2 separate regions of the Sus scrofa genome follow, and region 1 is linked to region 2. Evidence: chromatin contacts called from public HiChIP or PLAC-seq data. All regions are on one chromosome and are shown on one strand. Each heading gives the region's core, a stretch centred on a gene start, on an enhancer-like site or on the middle of the called end of the contact. The rest is flanking DNA. Distances are from core to core; before and after follow the strand shown. Region 1 overlaps SLC9A7 (sodium/hydrogen exchanger 7). Region 2 holds the start of CHST7 (carbohydrate sulfotransferase 7).

The links. HiChIP or PLAC-seq counts read pairs in DNA pulled down with a chosen protein or histone mark.
Region 1: a contact with region 2 is called in an H3K27ac HiChIP or PLAC-seq map of skeletal muscle. The contact joins the enhancer-like site here to the promoter of CHST7 in region 2. A contact is called at or near these places in 6 of 47 Hi-C or Micro-C datasets (alveolar macrophages, liver, mesenteric adipose tissue and 2 more) and 1 of 2 datasets of contacts at active chromatin or transcription factors (skeletal muscle).

Annotation. Positions count from the first base shown.
Region 1 is chrX:41,250,415-41,256,763 of Sscrofa11.1, reverse strand. It overlaps SLC9A7 (sodium/hydrogen exchanger 7), which reads left to right. Exons shown (of 17, transcript XM_021080387.1): 15 at 5,394-5,476. Among named protein-coding and RNA genes, the nearest start is that of CHST7, 61 kb to the right of the region's middle. Within about 2 kb of position 2,638, at least 17 of the 83 cell types and tissues checked have an H3K27ac peak or open chromatin away from gene starts, as enhancers often do. A contact at or near this core is called in alveolar macrophages, mesenteric adipose tissue, skeletal muscle and 1 more, where this site is marked.
Region 2 is chrX:41,189,435-41,195,380 of Sscrofa11.1, reverse strand. It overlaps CHST7 (carbohydrate sulfotransferase 7), which reads right to left and starts at 2,388. Exons shown (of 2, transcript XM_003135049.4): 1 at 680-2,388. The coding sequence starts at 2,171. The coding sequence ends at 711.

The DNA of each region.
Region 1 (6,349 bases), core at 1,389-3,888, 61 kb before region 2:
AAGACCTACTTTGTTCAGTACAGAATACCCAGTGCTAGAGTTCCCATCGTGGCTCTGAGGTTAATGAACCCAACTAGCATCCATGAGGATGTGGGCCTCGCTCAGTGGGTTAAGGATCTGGCATCACTGTGAGCTGTGGTGTACACTGCAGACTTGGCTTGGATCCCATGTTGCTGTGGCTGTGGTATAGACTGCCAACTGCAGCTCCAATTGGACCCCTTGCCTGGGAACCTCCATGTGCTGTGGGTGCGGCCCTAAAAAACAAACAAACGAAAGAATACCCAGTGCCAAGCACAGTGCCTGGCACATGGGGGCACGATCGGTATCTATGGGAAGATGGGAGTGTGTGTGTGTCGTCTGTGACGCCATGTTGAGTGTTTCATTTTCTTCCAGTCAGCTTTGAATCATACTCACGGTTGCCCAGAACCCTAAATCCAGTCTGCATGTTTCAGATTCCCTGGGATCTTCTAAAAGACTCCAGCTACCAAATCCGATTGAACAAGTCTCACCATAGGTGGTGCTGTGTGGGGCCCAGGGCTGCCGCCACAGCTTTCCCAGGGGTCTTTCCCTATGATGGTGGTCACGACCTGATAAGGCATTCTTGGGTTGATGCCCCCATAAGGGACACAAAGCCATGACCTCTGAAAGTTCTAGGTAATTTTTTTTCTTTTTTTTTTTTCTTTTTTTTTTTGGCCACCTCGCAGGATGTGGTGTTCCCAGGCCAGGGATCCGATCTGAGCCATAGTTGTGACCTAAGCTGTAGCTGCTGAGGCAATGCCAGATCCTTAACCCAGTGTACCCAAAAGACCTTTGCTGTTATATTAGAATTGGCCCTTGTGCCTGTTGGGAACAGAAGATTTTTGTTTTGGAGGGTTGGTTTGTTGTTTTGGCCACACCCAAGGTATGCAGAAGTTCCCGGGCCTGGGATCAAGCCCTCGCCACAGCAGTGACCCCATGGAATCCTTAACCCACTGGGCTAGGCCAGGCCACCAGGGAAGTCTGAGAAGTTTTTTTTATTCAAAGTGGCTATTTGACCTGAGGGTTTTTTTGTTTGTTTGTTTTGTTTTTTGGTCTTTTGTCCTTTTAGGGCTGCACCTGCGGCATATGGAGGTTCCCAGGTTAGGGGTCGAATCAGAGCTGTAGCTGCCGGCCCACTCCACAGCAGCTCGGGATCTGAGCCGCATCTGCGACCTACACCACAGCTCACAGCAACGCCAGATCCTTAACCCACTGAGCGAGGCCAGGGATCGAACCCGCAACCTCATGCTTCCTAGTCAGGTTCATTAACCACTGCGCCACGATGGGAACTCCTGGCTTGAGTTTTGATTAGGGACTTTAGAAAACAGGGGTTCAGGAATGATGCACATGGCGGTCTGACAGTCTGGGTTTCGCCACACTGGAGATCTGAGGAAACCCGGGTGAAATTTGTGATGACCTCTTCATTTCCCTGAAAAGGGAATAACGGCTCTGGTAGGATATGCATCCTCCAGAGACCTGTGGCCAGTCAGGCTTAATCTGGTAAGAAAAGCTGATCACCACGAGCTGGACATCCAGGGTTTAGAGCAATTTCATCTTGACAGTTCCAGGCCAGTCAACACCCCCGCTCCACCCACCCCACCCCACCCCACCCCACCCCCCCCCCGGGCCCCAGCCCTTTGCTGGTTTCCACTGTTCCTGCCTCTGGACTCAAGCAATCTGTGAAAGGAAATAGATGAAATGGTTTGAGTGTTTTTCATGTAGCTGAATTGGTCTCAGAGACCTTGGGCTACTTTATACCAAACATGTGGAGATGTTTGAAAAGCAATGGGTCCTGAGCGCTGGCGGTTCTGTCGGTGCGTTTAGTCCGGGCAGGCACAGCTAAGGCAGCGCCCCCCCCAGCCCAGGCAGAGTGAGCCTTGGAAACCCGTCCCTTGGGCTAAATTTGACCAGGCAGGTGGCAGCCACTTGCTCTGCACTCCCTGTGGCACTCTTTTGGCCCGCCCTAGCCAGGAGCTGTGTCACAGCTTCCCCTGAGCCCCTCTCCTTCCAAGCCTCATGCACCGTCAGGCAGAGGGCCCTCAAAGGCAGTTCTGTTGGCATTTTGAAAGGCTTTCAAGGTTGCTGTCAGACTGGGGTGGGGGGGGTGGGGGGAAGGCAGGAGTTGAACTTCCAGCTTGGTTCCTCAGAACACCTTCTGAAAAATGACTCATGCCCTCGTGCAGAAAGGGCCTTCTTTCTCCAAGTCCTCCCGGCCTGACCTTGGTCCAGTCAGCCCTGAACAACAGGGCAGGGAGCCCTCAGTGGTCATGAGAAACCAATAAAACAGAGAAAGAAATGGCCTTCTCATTTTTGGGTGAAACCCTGGGTTCTTGCAACTTCCCCTGAGATGGGTCCAAGTCACATGCTCAGTGTTGTCATGAAACTGAAATCAGAGGCGGGGAAAATCCAGATGTTTGCTTCCCATTAGAAAAGAAAGGGCCCTTCTCTTGACAGCGTTTGCTGAACACTCCCTCTAAAAACAAACAAGAAAGGGATATTTGACGGGAAAGCACTTGTCATAACGAGCACGATTTTCCGCACTGGTCCTCGGAGCCCAAGGTTATAAACAGAGTCATGGCTACAGAGCCGCAGAATATTAGGTCATGTGGGCGCAGGAAAAGAGCTGTTGGCTCAAACTTTTGGCTTCGTGTGAGGGCAGCGTAAGAATAGTGCGGAGAGACTTAAGCCTCATGTCCCTGGCAAGTTTGACTCATTAGAACCAAACAAAACAAAACCCTCCAGTTGCTTTGTTTCTCCCGAGGTCTTGGTGACTTTGCAACCAAAACAAAAAACAAGCCCAGCTGGAGGCAAGCTGCCCGGGGCCCCCGGGGACCACCTCCCAACCCATTCAAGGGGGCGGGTGGCAGAGGATTTTTCATGCGGACACAGCTGAGATTTATGTTGGCCAGACATGCAGGCACATCATTCGCGGTTACCCGCGTTTACAGGAGCGGGCTCATTGATGAGGCTGCTTTGGAGAAGCTAGGAGCCCGAATCTGAATGGATCCCGCCTCTGTCATCTCAGCAGGACAAGGTCACAGGCAGGACATTACTGGAACGTGGAGGAAGGGAAGCCACTGTGCTTGTGGTACTTGCGTGCATGCATGCGTGTGCACCGGAGAAACACAGAAAATCAGCGGTTGATCGTTGCATTGACGTGTATATCTTTCTGGGCAGGTTGGGTTTGCTTGTTTCTGCATCCACCGTCAGGTTCCCTCCAGGCTGAAATCTGAAATCCAGTCCCTGAAATCTTTAACATCCAACAGTTGTTGAAGTGCTTTTCCTCAGATCACGACCCCTCCTCCCCGCCTTTGATTCTTTCTGCTATTCTTTTTTTTTTTTCCCTTAGAATTCAAAATTAACATTAATGCATTCATTCATTTGACACATATTTATTGAGCCCTTGTTTGAGACATTCTCTCAGTCAGGCTCTGCAAATACATCTGCAAACAAGACAGACGCATCTGCGTGCGTCCTTAAGGTCTGGTGACAATGAGGTGAAGGATAAGGGTGGAGATTGGCAGAGGCGAGGTCATGAAGGGCCTTTCTGCTTCTCCACTGGGACCGTGGGCCTCTCCTTGCCGTTCCGAGTGGCCGTTTAGCAGCCTGCGCATCACTGTTAGAAATGCAGGTTCTTGGGAGTTCCCTGGTGGCTCAGCAGGTTAAGGACTCGACATCATCACTGCTGTGGCTCAGGCCGTTCCCGTGGTGTGGGTTCGATCCCTGGCTCAGGAACTTCTGCATGCTGTGGGTGCCCCCCCCAAAATCGTCTTTGCCATTGGAAATATTAGGAATTGAAATAGTGCTTGCGACTTCCCTCTCTCTACTTCTCTCCCTCTGCTCTTACCTTCTCGGAGATTTCTGACTCATCCTTGGTATCTCTGTTACAGGTGGAATTGGTACCCCCTGAGATGTAGAAGACAGACTCATAATCATGACTCAGATTTATTTCCTTCTTGTCGCTCACCCCTCACTTGTAGAGCTGCCTCTCCCTCTAACACTCAAGAGGATGAGGCTAAAAATGCCTGTGCTTGACCAGCCGTCCCTACTTTCAGAGTCTGTCATCCAGCAACATCAAACCCCAGCAGTGCCCTCAAGCAGCTGCCATTGGCCCCCTTTTTAATATTGATTGTGCTGTTTATAATACTCGCACAGAACAGATGTCCTAAACCCCAAATGAATGTTTGATTTTGCAAAAGGGCTTTTGATTTTTTTTGGGGCGGGGGGCTGCATGGAGGTTCCTAGGCTAGGGGTCGAATTGGAGCTGTAGCCGCCGGCCTACACCACAGCCACAGCAATTTGGGATCCAAGCCACGTCTGCAACCTACACCACAGCTCACGGCAATGCCGGGTCCTTCACCCACTGAGCCAGGCTGGGGATCGAACCCGCAACCTCCTGGTTCCTCGTCAGATTCGTTTCCACTGCGCCATGACGGGAACTCCTACAAGTGCTTCTGAAAATGAAATGATGGGGACGTGTGAGGTGGAAAAGCACGAGAGGAGGAGTAAAGGAACCTACTACTTGAGGGCAGAGGAAAGAACAGTGATGCTAGTTCTGGCTTCCTTGCCCCTGCCCACCGCCCCCACCTTCCTGAAGCTGGTAGGGCAAGTTACGGCACCGCCTGGAACACAAGGGAGGTGCCCGTGTAAGCACCACGAAGAGCCCTTGGCTGGTTTGTCAGGAAACTCAACCAAGCGTGTTTTCCACAGACCAGCTCTGGAGGGCCTGCAAAGTTGGTTTTACAGAAGCTTTCTTTCATATTCTCTATAAATCAATTTTGGCCTATAAGGATCTAGACTCCTTTTGGGTAATTGATCTGCTAAAAGGACTTGAAGGAAAATTACCGCAAAAATGCTAAAAGAAATTTTGTCGGAGTTCCTGTTGTGGCTTATCGGGTTAGGAACCCAACTAATATGCATGAGGATGCGGGTTCAATCTCTGGCCTCCCTCGGTGGGTTAAGGATCCAGCATTGCTGCAAGCTGCAACGTAGGTCACAGATGCGACTCAGATCCCTCAAGGCTGTGGCTGTGGCGTAGGCAGTGGCTACAGCTCTGATTTGACCCCTAGCCTGGGAGCTTCCATATGCCACCGGTGCGGGTCTATACAGGTAAAAGAAAAAAAAAATTTTTTCTCCTACATCGAGTTGACCTACCCACAGACATAACCGAGTCTTTTTCTGTAGGGGTTGCTTTGTCTGCCTTGCGGATTTATTCAATTCCTTTTAAAATATTACCTCCCCCTCTATCTTTGAGACTTTGGTGATACAGGATGTTTGAGCTCCACATCTACAAGTTACGGTGAAAAGGGAAGCTTTCCCCCCTTATTTCAATCCCTTTTCTACAACTGAGTATCTGTCCTCTTGTTTTTTCCTAGGATGGGCCAGATTCTGCCGGAGGAAACCGGACAAAGCAGGAGAGTGCGTGGCTGTTCAGGCTGTGGTACAGCTTTGACCACAAGTATCCTTTTAAGGGGCTTCCCCGTATTCGTGAAACCCCGACAATGAAATCCTCTGGTTGAGTTGTCAGTGCGTGACTTCCGATGAGTGAGGAAAGATGCATGCTTCCTACAGGTGGAGTCGGTGCTCTCTCGGGATCCGGGCAAGGATATTCAGGCAACAGGTAGTCATAATGAGCAGCTCTCTGGCCAAGAGGGACGTTTGCACATCATCAGGGGAGCCAGTCCACAGCCTGGTAGGCTCACCTGGCTCTTCAGAGCTTTGTGTCCAAGGGATGTCGGCCTGTGTAGGTGAATTTGTTACAATTTACACTTGAACCATGCTGCGGTCAGGACCGGGAGGGGAGGTTGGCTAGTTAATGCATGTGAGAAGGAGGATTCCTATTGGCTGAAGCAAGTCCGGCCAAGTCCGATACTGGCATTTACTGGACCCTGTGCAGAGCAGACTCTGATCTAGTAGATTCACTTGGCCCCAGGTGAAAAGGAAAAACCCAAAAGTTAAACTTTCAAGGTGTCCTCAGTTGACATAGCAATCAAATGGCTCAGTAGCTTATATACAGTCTTTGGAGACTTTGAAAATGTTTACATTTTTTTTTTGTCATTGTTGAAGTAAAGAACACATACAGGAAAGCACACAAATTTGGGAGTTCCCATCGAGGCTCAGTAGTTAACGAACGACTAGGAACCATGAGGTTGCGGGTTCGATCCCTGGCCTCGCTCATTGGGTGAAGGATCCGGCGTTGCCGTGAGTTGTGGTGTGGGTCGCAGACACAGCTCCCATCTGGCATTGCTGTGGCTCTGGTGTAGGCCGGCGGCTACAGCTCCGATTCGACCCCTAGCCTGGGACCCTCCATATGACGTGGAAAGAGGCCCTA
Region 2 (5,946 bases), core at 1,139-3,638:
GACACACACATGTGCAAAAACTGTTGCAAGCCGGGGCCTGCCTATGCCTGTATGCTAGGTAAATTGGAAGGTCAGCCTCGGAGTCTGCAAGTTAGGCAGAGAAGAAATAGGAAACAGATGAGGGGTAGGTAGGATAAGAGGCAATTAACTCCCCCACCCCCAAATTCTGCTTTCGCCTTTCTCTGTGCCTGCAAACACTGCTGCAAAAGATTTCCCCACAGCACAGACCGGCATCTAGATAAAGGCAAACCATCCACCTCAAATGGTCCCCGAAATTCTATACTTTTCATGTCAATTTCCAGTCTCAAGTTTCCTTATGACTTTCAAACCCTCTCGACTCAGCTCAGACCGAGGATACCCCTCTTCCCTCTCCCTCCCCCCACTACCCCCTCTTTCTCAACAAAGGATCCTACCTGTTACTTCATAGGGAGGACTGAGAGCACGGAGACCTAGGTTCCGCCTCAGCCATACTTCACCTCTCGCTTCTCAGGGTCTCCTCTGGAGACAGGTAGTTATGCTAGAGATCCCGGTGACTCCCCTAAATTCCCCTACCTGGGATTCCTCTCCCGCTGGGATCTATTTGATAGGGTGAGATCTAGAGACGGCAGTCCTCCCCTCCCCCTGATCCAAGCTCCCCAAGACCCTTTCCGGCCCCCACTTTGCCCCGAGACCACCTTACCCGGATCCACCCGGGGTGCACGGGTGTGGTTCTACGTGGCGCCGTCAGCCTCCATCTCCAGCGGCGTCTCCTCGTCCTCGGACGGCTCGGCGTCGCCGTCTTCTCCGCTGCGAGGGTAAGCCAGCAGGCGCATAGCTGGGGCGCAGGCAGCCTCCACCTGGCGCACCTGCTCTCGGCTCAGGCGCTCCCGCCAAGCGTGCACGGCCTCGCGGGCGTCTCGCGCGGACAGGTGGAAGGGCCGGTCAGCGCCGTAGGCTGCGCCGCGAGTCATGTTGAGCGCGAAGGCGTCCAGCGCGGAGAGCGCCCGCAGTCCCGCGAAGCGCTGCAGGCGGCGCAGCTGGGCGCGCGGCTGCCGCACCAGGTCCTCGTAGCGCAGCCACAGGTAGCGGCGCTGCAGCCAGGCGGGAGCACCGCGCGCGAACAGCAGGTCGCGCAGCCAGGCTTCGCAAATCACCTCGAGCGCGCCGGTCAGGAAGAAGTCGGCGCGCGGCGCGGCGGGCAGCGCGCGGGAGGGGGCCCCGGGGCGAGCGCCCACGCCGTGCGCCAGGAGGACTCGGTGGAAGCGGTCGCCCCTCTGGCGGGTGCGTAGCACCTGGATGCTCTCGCGCAGCAGCCCCTGCCGAGACTTGAGGCGCGAGTTGTGCACCGCCCGCGGGTCGCGGAAAAGCTGCACCACCTTCAGGTTGAGGCCGGGGTCGCGCAGCAGGGGCACCAGCACGCCCAGGTCGAGGAGGCGCACGTCTTTGATGACCACCACCGGATACTTGCGGCACTCGGCCTCCAGGGCTTGGAGAGCCACCGGTGGGCAGCTGCGCTCGCAAGCGGCGTCCTCAACCAGGCCGACCTCGGCGCGGGCCCGGGGCGCGCCAGGGCACAGCGGCGGCGAACAGATGACCTTGTTGGTGCGCCAGCCGAAGAGGGCGGCCGTGGTGAGATTGGCCGCGTCCGGGGCGCGCGCGGCGGGGTCCCCCGGCGGCGCGTACAGCTGCAGCACCGAAAAGTCGCAGCGGAAGAGCGAGCGCAGCATGTCTCGCAGCGCGCCTTGCAGGCTCTCGGCGTCGCCCGGATACAGTGCCTGCCACAGATGCCACATGGGCTCGTACAAGTAGAAGACGTCCGGGTGCTGGTTAAAGAGCTCGCCCAGGAACGACGAGCCGGTGCGCCAGGTGGCGTGCACGTAGATGTGCTGCTTTTCGCGAGACACCGCTTCCCCGACGGCGCCTTGGAGGTTGAGAGGAGACCTGGGGGACACGCCCGCGCCCCCATCAGCGGCTGGCCGCGCCTTCGCGCCCTGCTCGCGTTCGCCCGCCGCCGCCGCCTCCAGGCTCCACACTCCCAGGCTGCGCTGCAGGCCCGGGCAATGCCCGGCTCCCTTGTCCCCGTCGCGGCCGCCGTCCAGTACGGAGGGGACAAGCAGCAGCACCAGCGTGTACAGCACCAACAGCAGTGCGAACTTGCAGTACTCCCGGCGTCGCCGCCGCCGCCCCTTCATCGTTCACCGAACCCCTCCAGAGCGGGTGGGGCGCCCTTCCTCTTCCCTTCCTCGGAAATCCCGTCCGGAGTCCGCTCCTCTGGCCTCTGGAAGCCCCTCTGCCCCGGGAGGAGCGGAGTCACCGGAGCTGTGCATCCACAAGGGAAAACTGGGGAGGCGGTGGTGCTAGTGGCGGCGCCCCGGCCCTCTCCCGGCTCAGCGCTGGAGAGCCGCCTATTGGCCGGCTTGGCAACGGCCCGGCCCGGCCCGCCCCGCCTTCCACCCAGCAGCTCCCCCCACCCACCCACCCCCGCCTCTCTACCCGCCCGGGTTTGCCCAGGGCTCCGCCAGATCTGGGCGGGGCGCGCCGAGCCAAACCCCACCTTTCCCAGCCGCCCCCCCCCCCCCCCGTAATCAAGTCAAGTCTTCATGAATTCACTTCAGGCAAGGGAGGGGCTCGTGTGTACAGAATGTACCCAGCGACTGGACGTGGACCCCACCCGGAGAACTCCACTGCCTCTCCTGTTTCATGTCCGCTGCTTGACCATCATCTCTCGTAAGCAGACTCGCCTCCACACTATTTAGAACCGGGCCCCTGGTCCCTGTCTACATCCAGCGCCCCCATCAGCCTGAAGGAGGGTGTTACTGAGTTCTGGATGGAAGCACTTCTCTAGGATAAGACCGAGACTGCATCAGAGCATCGTGGTCCAGAGGAACTGGAGGCACTACTTCATTGGCGCAGAGCATTTCATTGTTAAGGTGTAGCCTTTGTGGAAGGGTAGGTGTTGCGTTCCTCAGAGTTTTGCCTGCTGAGGGCCATGCACTTTTTACAGACATTCTGAAGATCGGTTTACTCGTTTGCAGAAGACAGATAATTTTTAGTACCTCCATACCTTCCGGTGTGAGATTTTGAAGTCCTTTGTTAGCACAGCATATAACCTTGCCTCTGATGACACACCCGAGCAAGACACATTTACAGAATCAGAGGTAGGATGGTGGAATGTCTCAGCTGCCGTTTAAAAGGACCCATAAGGAGAAACATCTACACTCAAGGATGGATGAAAAAGGGACAGCAGGTTCAAGAGGTGAATTTTTTGTTGTCTGAACCTGCAGCATGCAGAAGTTCCCAGGCCAGCGAGCGGAGCCCCAGCAGTGACAACGTGGAATCCTTAACTTGTTGGACCACCAGGGAGCTCCCAAGTGGCAGATTAAGTTTAGAGTGCCTGCAATCCAAAAACTAAAAAGGCTAATTTTTGCTGTTTCAAGAGATAATGAACACCCCTTGGGGGAGGTGTTGTAAGGTTAGAATAGAAAGCAAATCTGCTCATCTCCCCCAGGGGAAGGTGTTCACACTCGAAAAGTTACAACATCTCCAAAGATCTTCTCCTCTGGTCTTTTCCAACACAGAAACGACTCCAGCTCTGAAATCACGAGCTCAAGCCTTTTGCTTTTCCCCACAATTCCTTCTCCATTCAGCCACTGGTTAAAATCCTATTTTCCAATCCTATTTTCAACACCCCCCAACTTTCTTCTAATTTTGCATATTCAGCTGAGAGCGCCCAGATCATTATTTTTGAATAACGCTTCTAACCACTAACCGAAACTCCCTAGCCCCCCGTCTTTCCTTGACTCACTTAGCAACATCCTCCAAACCCTGCTCTTGGCTTTCTCTGTGCCGGCAAATTACTATGGCAAAAGGTTTCCCCAAAGGACAGGGTGGCATCAAGATAAAGTCATAATCATCAACTCGAATGGTTCCCCCCCAATCCTATGCTCTTCGTGTCAATCCCCAGGCTCAAGGTGCATCCTGGCTTTTGCAAATCTGCTCTTCTCTGAAGGCAGCGTGCCTCTGTTACCCCTCTTTGCCCACTCTCAACAGGTGACCTTACCTCTTACTTCATAGAGAAAATGAAATGGTTGGACACTCTGGCTTTTCTACTACTGGACCCATATGTCCACTTCTGTACCCATCTTCTCCTTTGTGGCAAGCATATTACTTCCAGTATTAATCCCTAACTTTTCCTTCCTCATGTCTTCACTTTTTTAATTTTTTTTAAGGGCCGCACTCATGGAATATGGAGATTCCCAGGCTAGGGGTTGAATCGGAGCTGGAGCTGCTGGCCTATGCCAAAGCCAGAGCAGTGCCAGATCCAAGCTGTGTCTGTGACCTACACCACTGCTCAGGGCAATGCCAGGATCTTTAACCCACTGATCGAGGCCAGGGATCAAACCTGTGTCCTCATGGATGCTAGTCAGATTCGTTTCCACTGAGCCACGATGGAAACGCCCCCCTTCTCTCCTTTTATAAGCAAGTAGGCAGCTGTGCACTCACTTGCGGGGAGGGATATGGCTAGGCAGAATGCAAACAGTTGCTGGTGTTTTCTTTCCGAAAGCCTAAACTCCAATACTGGAGAGTGTGGTAGGTTTTTAAAACCATCACCAAGTTTCCCCTCCTCCCTCCATGTCCTTTGGCAGTGCCTTCCTACACCGACCCTGGGATGGCCTCATGACTTGCATTGGCCAGTGGACTAGTAGCCAACATGACACAGGCAGAGGCTTGAAAAATATATCCAGGAATTCCCGTTGTGACGCAATGGGTTAAGAAGCCGAAATAGTGTCCATGAGGATGCCAGTTCAATCCCTGGTCTCTCTCAGTGAATTAAGGATCCAGGCACTGCTGCAAGCTGCAGTGTAGGTTGAGATATGGCTTGGATCCTGCATTGCTGTGGCTGTGGCTTAAGCCAGCAGCTGCAGCTCCAGTTTGGCCCCTAGCCCTGGGAACTTCCATATGCCATGGGTGTGACCATTTAAAAAAAAAAAAAAAAAAAAAAAAAAGGAAAATGTTTCCATTGGGATTGTCCCCTTGCTCTTTTGCAGACCCTGAGACTGCTGCATGAGGAAGCCTGGGTCAGCCACATGGATCAGAGACTAAGCCATCCCAGCTGAGGCCCCCAGACCAACCAGCCTGCCCACTGCCACACAGGGGGGAGACTCGCTCAGACTGATCTCCAAGAGACAGCAGTGAGTGATGGCGTTAAGAGAGCTCTTAATTCTCCGCTCAGGAATTGAACCTGGGCAGCCTGGTTAAAAATCAGAAATCCTAGCCACTAGACTAGAGGCTAAAAGTGGAATTGCCCTGATTCTTGCCCCCTGCCCGGTTGAAAGCAAGAATGTTTCAAGGAGGCAAAGACTGTAAAAACAGGCACAACGTTTGTTAGAACCACAATATACGTGGGAGAGCACACAGAGAAGTAGTTTATCTAAGACAGAAAGGCAGTAATACACACCCCAAAGAGGAGCAGCGAGGGTACCAGCATCCTCAATGAGGGGCGCACCCGAGAGGTGATTTATATCACTTTATATAGGACAGTTTTCCGGGTCTTTGTTTACCTTTGGCCAAGTAGCTGATTTCTCACACCTGACTGGACATAGGACCCTCCCCAGTATGTGTGTGCATCTTTTGGCAAAGATGGATTCCAGAGCAAAGGGTGCCGGGATAGTATCAGGACTTATTACCGCCTGGCGCCCCCTCCCTTTCTGACCCCAGGAGTCTTACTGCGCATGTGTAATTGGGGAGCTCTCCTTGACCCCAGGAGTGATGGGTCATCTTTTCTACTCCAGCAGAGCTCAGCTTCTGCAATTAACTTTTTCCTTGAACTGTCAAAGAGAGACAAGGCCCATGTATTGGGCTTAACAAGTCCCAGCTGTTCTCAGCCCAGGGGCCCATCTACCTCCTATCTCAACACCAGCCCTTCTCAAATTTGATGTATATATATGGAAACCATCTGGGGATCTT